Regions from separate parts of the Zea mays genome. Here regions 2 and 3 are each linked to region 1. Evidence: chromatin contacts called from public Hi-C data. All regions are on one chromosome and are shown on one strand. Each heading gives the region's core, a stretch centred on a gene start, on an enhancer-like site or on the middle of the called end of the contact. The rest is flanking DNA. Distances are from core to core; before and after follow the strand shown.

The links. A called contact is a pair of places that touch in the nucleus more often than the background predicts.
Region 2: a contact with region 1 is called in a Hi-C map of ear, with 5 times the contacts expected there. The contact joins the promoter of LOC100501519 here to the promoter of LOC100381406 in region 1. A contact is called at or near these places in 10 of 25 Hi-C or Micro-C datasets (bundle sheath, ear, endosperm and 5 more) and 1 of 3 datasets of contacts at active chromatin or transcription factors (leaf).
Region 3: a contact with region 1 is called in a Hi-C map of tassel, with 5 times the contacts expected there. The contact joins the enhancer-like site here to the promoter of LOC100381406 in region 1. A contact is called at or near these places in 4 of 25 Hi-C or Micro-C datasets (bundle sheath, ear, leaf and 1 more).

Annotation. Positions count from the first base shown.
Region 1 is chr4:64,409,266-64,411,965 of Zm-B73-REFERENCE-NAM-5.0, forward strand. It overlaps LOC100381406 (putative leucine-rich repeat receptor-like protein kinase family protein), which reads right to left and starts at 1,394. Exons shown (of 3, transcript NM_001320806.1): 1 at 1,154-1,394; 2 at 1-180. The coding sequence starts at 173.
Region 2 is chr4:64,089,257-64,091,956 of Zm-B73-REFERENCE-NAM-5.0, forward strand. It overlaps LOC100501519 (alpha,alpha-trehalose-phosphate synthase [UDP-forming] 5), which reads left to right and starts at 1,379. Exons shown (of 3, transcript XM_008679492.3): 1 at 1,379-2,700. The coding sequence starts at 1,483. It overlaps LOC103653321 (a long non-coding RNA gene), which reads right to left and starts at 592. Exons shown (of 3, transcript XR_002269102.3): 1 at 25-592.
Region 3 is chr4:64,792,795-64,795,494 of Zm-B73-REFERENCE-NAM-5.0, forward strand. No RefSeq gene overlaps it. Among protein-coding and RNA genes, the nearest start is that of LOC111591353, 190 kb to the right of the region's middle. Within about 2 kb of position 1,402, at least 14 of the 20 cell types and tissues checked have an H3K27ac peak or open chromatin away from gene starts, as enhancers often do. A contact at or near this core is called in bundle sheath, ear, leaf and 1 more, where this site is marked.

The DNA of each region.
Region 1 (2,700 bases), core at 144-2,643:
CCGTTCCATGTACAAGGAGTTGCATCAGAAGCACTCCAGTTGGTCCTTATGAAACTTGGTAGTATTAGGGTTTTGGACAGAGCAAGAAGAGCTAGGCCATCTGAACTCATACCCTGTGATGTTGAAAGCAACACGAAGAATAGAAAAATCCAATGCCAGAAAACCAGCTTCATCTTGTTCCTAGAAATTTTGCATAGAAGTCAGCAACAAATATTTTTTTTGTCACCAATGTACAAGTAGTTCAACGCACAATCAAAATAGGGATTGCATGTGTCGTAGCAAAGGCACAGGGTACCAAAGATACGAGGATATCACTGTAGAGTAGAGTATGCCTACTAAGTCGACTAGTCGTGATACCGGTAGAAGTTAAATTCCACCTACCGGTTCTTCACTAATAAGGCATGTCTTTCGGCTGACAACACGTATGAGCAGTCGTCATCAACCAAAATTGCAACGTCCTAGAAGAATTTGGTGAAACTACAAGATACTGATTTTCCCCAATAAAACTTGGTAGAGAAATCCTTTTGTAACATTAACAATGTTGAAGGAAGCCCCGCCTACTGCTAGAAATCCTTTTGTAACACATGCACACCATGTTTTTTTCCTGAAAGGTGTCAGAGATTGAGTTTATGATGAGCTTGAGAAGATACGACAAGGCCGATCTTCTGTTCAACATAAGCCATTCTAATCGACGAGATGGGATCCGAACCACCACATGGGCTGATGAGAACCTCGATTTTTTTTATTTAAAAAAAACGGGCACCTCGATTGCAATTGCTCCTCCTCCGAAGCCGAATGAGTCCTACCTAACAAGCGAAGACCTAAGAAGCTTCCTAGGCACCGCAGAAACATTCCTGGGCGGAATCGGCACCCAGGAAAGCTCATTTCAGTGGGCTACAACTCAAACAGCCATCGGTTCTGCTTCGTTGCTGAAGCACACTCTCCAAATTTGAGAGCCCGCGCTGCAGATGCGGGCAAAGAAAATGCGAGGGCAACAGACCAGACGGCAGGAACGGAACGAACGGTAGCGGCGGACGGCGGTTGCTCGGGGTCAAACAACAAGCAACACACAACAGGAAGTAGTACAGGCGGAAACTGCTCGACCCGGAGCACACTGCACACAGGGGGAAGGAAGCGAATGAGCGGCGCTTACCAGAGAGGCGGAGGCGGCAACTCGGAGCCCGCGGGCGAGAGGATCCTGGGAGGCACTGCTCTAGTTTCCACTAGCACCAGAAGGAAGCATCCATGGGGGACGAGAGGAAAGAGCACCGGCAGCGCGGTGGACAGTTGGCGAAGGAGGCACGAACGAGAAGCCGTTTCAGACAGGCGCGCCGCCTGCCTTTTTGGAGCGCGTCCAGCGGTTGGGCACCCGTTCACACGGTATACCGGGGGCCGCGGGCGAGGGTGCAGTCGACAGACGCCACGTATGTCCCCGGTTGGTTGCTGCCTGTGTGTGGCCTCCGGTCCGGGCCGTGAGCCCGTGAGTGAGTTTTTGAATTTCGCTTCAGGCTGGCGGCAACTTTTCTAATCGTGATTTAGGTGGGTGGGTGCCAAATAAATTCACCACTCGGCATTTTCACTAAAAAAAATAACCAAAGGTTCTAGCGACGGATGTTTTCTAATCGTTTATCACGTGGACGTGCTAGTTATTTATTCTGTCCGGTTTTCAATTAATTGTCGTTTAGAACGAAGACACGGTCTTTAAAATATAACTTTAACTAATGTTTTTTTTTAAAATACAAATAAACTTTTAATATATTTATACTTTTATAAAAAAATATTTGTTATTACAAATTAGTACATATAAATATTAGGTTTCAAAATTAAATAATAAAATAGTTGTTTGTAGTCAAATTTTATAAGTTTGACTTGTCCAAAACGACAAACACCAGATGAAGTAGTCAGCAGCCACGTTGTTAGCCTTTCCTCATCACTAGCATTCTTAACGACAGGGGTTTCCGTGCAGGTCAGGTCAGTTCGTCTTTTATTGTACTCACCCGGTCCACAAAATAATAAAATCATGGCATTTGTGTCGCTTAAAATGGTTCAAGCGTAACCAAATTTATAATAAATAGTATTCACGTTTTAATCCCAACCTATTTCTTATGAAACATATTTTATAGTTAATCTAATGATATTTATTTTGTATTGTAGATATTAGTATTTTTTATATAACGTCGCTGAAACTTTAGTGGGTGTTTGGTTTAAAGAATCACTACATCCAAATTTAGGTGGTGCATCATGGGTTCAATCCTCAAATTTGATGGGATGACACCATTTCTCATATTAGTAATAACTAACTAACTATGAGAAATGAGTTGGTGATGATCAACTCATTTCATTTCACAAAAGAAACAAAAATAATAAGTAGTAAGAAGATAATGGATTAGATCATTTCCTCAAACCAAACACTCTATTAAAATATCTGGTTCCTTTAGATGCGAGAACTATATTCTTTTCTAGATAGACAACACTGCTTATTTAGATGCAGCAAAGCTTACTATCTCGACGCATATCCCTTACTCGACATCGACTAATAATATACGCAGCCTATGAGCAGAATCAGAGAAAACGATACAAATATTATTGTATGGAACAAGTGATGGCTGATAGTATCTGTTTTGATCTTCTCTTTAATTAGCAAAAAATCAAGAACAAAATATAGTAATATTTAATGATCTGATCGAATAAACCGTTCTA
Region 2 (2,700 bases), core at 129-2,628, 320 kb before region 1:
GGTAAAGCAGATAGGGTTTGTCACCTGTTCGACAGCTGCTACAGCAATCGCGTGCGCCACGACGAGGACGACATCCGTGACGAGCAAGACAAGAGAGGAGAAGTGGTTGGGCGAGGGACGGATGCAGCTAGGCGAGGAGGCGAGCAGGAGACGAGCGGTGGGGGCACAACCTCCATCGATTCGACCACCACCTCGATGCTCGAGAGGCTATCTCGACCGGGGGTAGCATCATAGCGCCTTGATGGTGACAGCGGCGAGCGCGAGGTCTAGGGTAGGGGGCAGGTGCGGAGGACGGGGCGGGAGGAGGCAGGCGCAACGGGCACGGGGGAATCGCGAGCGGAGGATGGAGCCATGGAGGCGGGGGCGAGCTCACGGTATCCACTGTGGACGCGGGGAGGAGTACAGACGAGGATGGAAGGGATGCGGGGAGGAGTATGGAAGAGGCGGGCTAGGATGGAAGGGAGGCGGAGGAGGAGGATGGCGGTCGGATTTGCCGGCGGGGATCTCGGTCGGGGGGCGAGGGAAGGGGGTCACAGAGGTAGGGGCGGGCGTGGAGGGGCAGAATCGTGCACCGTGTGGACGCCTACACTACTGTCTTAAGAAGTAGTATAGATATAGTTATATATTATAGATATAGAATTTGTCTAGTTAAACACTAATATGTGGATGTTTGAATCCCTTATTATTAATGATTATGATTATATAGAATATAAATTGTCCATAATACCTCTATGTTATGGGAAGAGATAAGGTCTGGGCAAAATTATCTGTTCCCGTCCATTATGTCCTTATAGTCGGGTTGAGCTGGATTTATAGAATTATTACTGTTTGTTGCCAATTTGGATGGGATAACTATATTAAAATGGAAAAAAGGCGCACAAGAAAATATTTGCCGTATTGCATCACGTAACACGTTGTGCTAACAAAATCCTGTAACGAATTTATTGGATGTTGGTGCGAACATGTGAACATTAAGCAACTGGTATTCTATTCGAGCCCTATTACATAAAGAAATATAACCAGCTGAAAAATATGTATCCTACTTTCTGTTAATTTAGTATATATTTTAAAAAATTTAAGACAGCCTTAAGAGAATATCCAAATGACACATGCAACTATAACGTATATTCAATTAGGGAGTTTTTTTTTCTCAAATTATGGTTTCCCTCCTAACAAACTTTGCTAATATAAGTTTAGAATTTCAGGACAGAGAAAGTATTAAGAAAACATTTGCTACATATATGATATATCTTCCTGTTGACAATTTGGCATGCAGCGCTCTGTGCATATTTGGAAAACAAAAAATCTGGAGGGCCAGGCTGGAAAATTCCATTGCCAGCTTGCTGCGCGCCTGCGCTTCCTTCTCGAGGCGGCCCGCGGCCGGCTGTCAAATACTACGACCCCATCCCCCGATTCCAACCCCACGAGAACCCAAAGTCCCAAACCAAACGGCCGAACCCCTGTGCCGCGCAGGCTGCTGCAATGCTCTCCGTCTCCGCCTCCGATGGCGATCGCTCGCCGTGTCCGGTGGAGGCACGCCGCATCGTGGTTACCCACCGCCTCCCCCTCCACGCGGAGCCCAATCCCGACGCGCCGTACGGCTTCGATTTCTCCCTCGACGCCGACGCGCTCCCGCTCCAGTTGGCCCGCGGTCTTCCCCGCCCTGTGGTCTTCGTCGGCGCGCTCCCCTCCGCCGCGGCGTCGATCTCTGCGTCCGAGGAGCTCGAGGCCGATCTCCTCGCGCGCTTCGGCTGTAGCCCGGTGTTCCTGGACCCCGGCCTCCACAAGGACTTCTACGACGGATTCTGCAAGCGCTACCTGTGGCCGATGCTCCACTACCTCCTGCCGTTCACGCTCACGCCCTTCTTCGGCAGTGGCGGCCTGAAATTCAAAGCGAACCTCTACCGCGCCTACCTCACCGCCAACACGCAGTACGCCGAACGCGTGCTCGAGCAACTCAACCCCGACGAGGACCTCGTTTTCATCCACGACTACCATCTGTTGGCGCTCCCCACCATCCTCCGCCACAAGTCGCCGCGCGCCCGCATAGGCTTCTTCCTCCACACGCCCTTCCCCACCTCCGAGCTCTTCCGTACAGTCCCGGTTCGCGAGGACCTCCTCCGATCCCTCCTCAACGCCGACCTCGTGGGCTTCCATAACTACGATTACGCCCGCCACTTCCTCTCCGCCTGCACTAGGCTCCTCGGCGTCACCAGCCACACCCATCGCGGCTACATCAGCATCGACTACTGCGGCCGCGCTGTTTCCGTGAAGATCCTCGCCGGTGGTGTCGACATAGGCCAGCTACGTGAGGTGTTGTCGTCGCCCGAGACTGAAGCGAAGGCCAAGGAGGTTGCCACGAAGTTTGCCGGTCGTCAGTTGTTGCTCGGAGTAGACGATGTTGATTTGTTCAAGGGGATTGGCCTCAAGCTCTTGGCTATGGAGAGGCTGCTAGAGTCGCAGCCGGAGCTACATGGCCAGGTGGTGCTCGTGCAGATCAACAACCCGGTGCGGAGTCCTGGGTATGACACCGACGAGATTTGTGCGGAGCTGCAGGCGATGCGTAAGCGGATCAATGCCCGCTTCGCGACGCCGGCGGGGTATGAACCGATCGTGATCATCGAAGACCCCATGACGATGCACGAGAAGCTGGCGTTCTACACCTCGGCGGACATCTGCCTCGTCACCGCGGTGCGCGAC
Region 3 (2,700 bases), core at 152-2,651, 380 kb after region 1:
TCTGAATCCTTGCAGAAACCATAGATGGTGTTGCAGCGACGCACAATCCACACACCAAAAGGGGAGGTCACTCAGCTGCTCATCAAATGGGCATCTTGGCCAGAGGAGCTCGCGACATGGGAGGACGAGCCAACCTTCATCACCAGGTTCCTAAACACGTGGCTTGTGGACAAGCCATCTCTCAATGAGAGGGGGATGTCACAGCGCTAGAGGAGTCCAATGTAACAACCAGGCCATGAAGGATGATTAAGCCCAATACCAAGGTGAATGGGCCAGAATGGACCAAATAACGTGCCCTTTTCTTTTTTTGGTAAAGTGGCATGTAAATAAGAGATGAGAGGGGAGTTTTGAGAGAGGAGGTAGAGAACGAACTAGAAACCTGAACCCGACTGCGTCCGGCTGTTGGCGGCTTCGCCGTCTATAAGAACTCCAAAACCCCATATTCATCCAATGCTTACGTGAGAAGAAACGAGTGTTGGGAGCGGTGCTCACCTTTGCCATATCATCGGTGTCCTCACAAAGACACAAATCTAGCTACTAAATGACTCAACAAGTGACATTCTTGTGTGAAAACAGAGAGTCAAACTCAAGACCTGTAAGTCCCATCTAAGCAAATTGGTATTTGCGGTGGAGGAAGAAGGATCGATGACATGCATTCTGTGACCCCTTCCCAATTCATGGTCATTGAGTCAACCTATTTGCCTCCAACCCATATGCCTGAAGGTTGTGTGCACTGTGTCATTTTAGGTTCAGTTTCAGCTTGTTTTGCCATTAGAATTAATTTGTTGTAGGTTCCTACATTGCAGGTGACACTGAATTCGTAATTTTTAGTTTATGTCATATAGTAACTCTTCATGATAAAAATGTCTATTTAATATTTGGTTATTTCTTCATCTCACAAATTATGTTGGAGTCCATAAGCAGCCCGCTTTTAGCTTGCTAACAATGAGCGGTCCGCTTCTATTATCTCTTCATCTCTTTCTTCCATACCACTGTAAATTAGACATGACATCTTTTACATCTCACATACATCACCTTATTATACTTGTTCTGGGTTGTAGTCTGTATACCTAAAGTAATCTGACTCAAATCCGAAAGAAATTTAGCCGATTAACGACTGCTCACTCCCAAGAAATAATGAGTACATAGAATACAACCCCTAGGAAAACAAAGACAAAATAACTAAAAAATGAAGAAAAAAATGCATATGCGACGAGCCGCACTCGACAATCCAGATCTCTCGTTCGAAGTGGGCCTGGCTTTTCTAGGTAATTGGTGCGCACGGGCTCTGGAAGCAAACAAGCATGGGCTTGCAGGCTGGCAGCACAGCTGCACAGGCCTCTCCCAACTCCCAGCTAACGAGCCAATGGGTGCATGTGTATCATTGTTCTGTGGCTTCTGATTTCAATTCTCTCAAATGTTTTTTTGGGCCCTAGAACACTTGAGGACTGACTGAGGTGCCAACGCAGACAGTAACAGCTCAATTTCAGAGCATCAATGATTGGCGCCAAAATATATATCCACGGCAAGTACAAAAAGGATTCCAGGCTATCGAACGAGCTAGACTAGCAGTGCATCATCTATACATGCATGGGATGGAAATCACTGAACTGCTAATCTCACGAAGCAAACAAAATAAATAAATGAATGCCCGAAAGGCCCACCCACCCTTGCCAAGCTCACTTTCTTGTGGTGGATCATCTCGTCACTTGGCATCTCATGCACGATATATATACGATGGATCTGGTTCTGTGGCTGGAGAGAGTGGTGGATATATGTGACTGGCCAACCTGTCACTCATGTCTCGCCAGTGCTCCCAACGTCATCAAGCAACGAACTCAGGCCGTCTCTCGTCTGCGGAGAAGATGCCGCTGTACCGGTGAAAGTTGCTTTGGCCTGATGGTTAGGTACTTAATTACGTAAACCTTATCCCGGCCGGATTTGTTGTCTCCTATATATATACGACTTCTGCAGTTCTTTGATGTTGGGAAATGGATGCTTTAGAATTAAACTGGTCGAAGCTTAGGGATGTAACGGGTCGTTATGCTAGACGAAAAAGCCTATCTAATATTCACAGTTTGGTTTGGACCTATTCTTTTACATATAGCACATATGGTAAAAGTTACATTATAATAGAAATTATATTCTTATACATAACTTAAAGAGTCATCATTGTACGTTTCAAAAACAGAGTTGAAAGTGTTGATCTTATTTAGGGCTGTCTTCAGCAACGTCCCCTAAATTTCGTCCGCTAAAAGAATATTCTCTGTACTTTACAGAACACTCTAAAAGATTTTGTCCTCTATATTATCTCAGTCTCCAACAACGTTCCCTAAATTCGGTTCTCTAAAGCTACAGGGTTAACATACTTCATTTTGTCCATTTATTTGGTTTATAATTCATTTCTTTTCATTACACGCTAATTGAAATAAAACATGCACGGCAATAGTTTTTTAAAATTTATTAACAATTTTTGTTATCCGGACTTAAACATGTGTAGCATAATTTCTTCTCATTGTTTTTTATATTGCGGGAGATGGTGCTCGGATGATGTCGGAGATGTCCTTTGCATGTTCGTCCCGAGGTCCTTTGAATGGAAAGCATGTTCAGACCTGCGGCAGCACAGCAGCGCCACCGCCATCCACGGGAACAGTATATAGCGGGCGCTTGTATACCCGGCAAATGTAGCGGCTGAGGAAG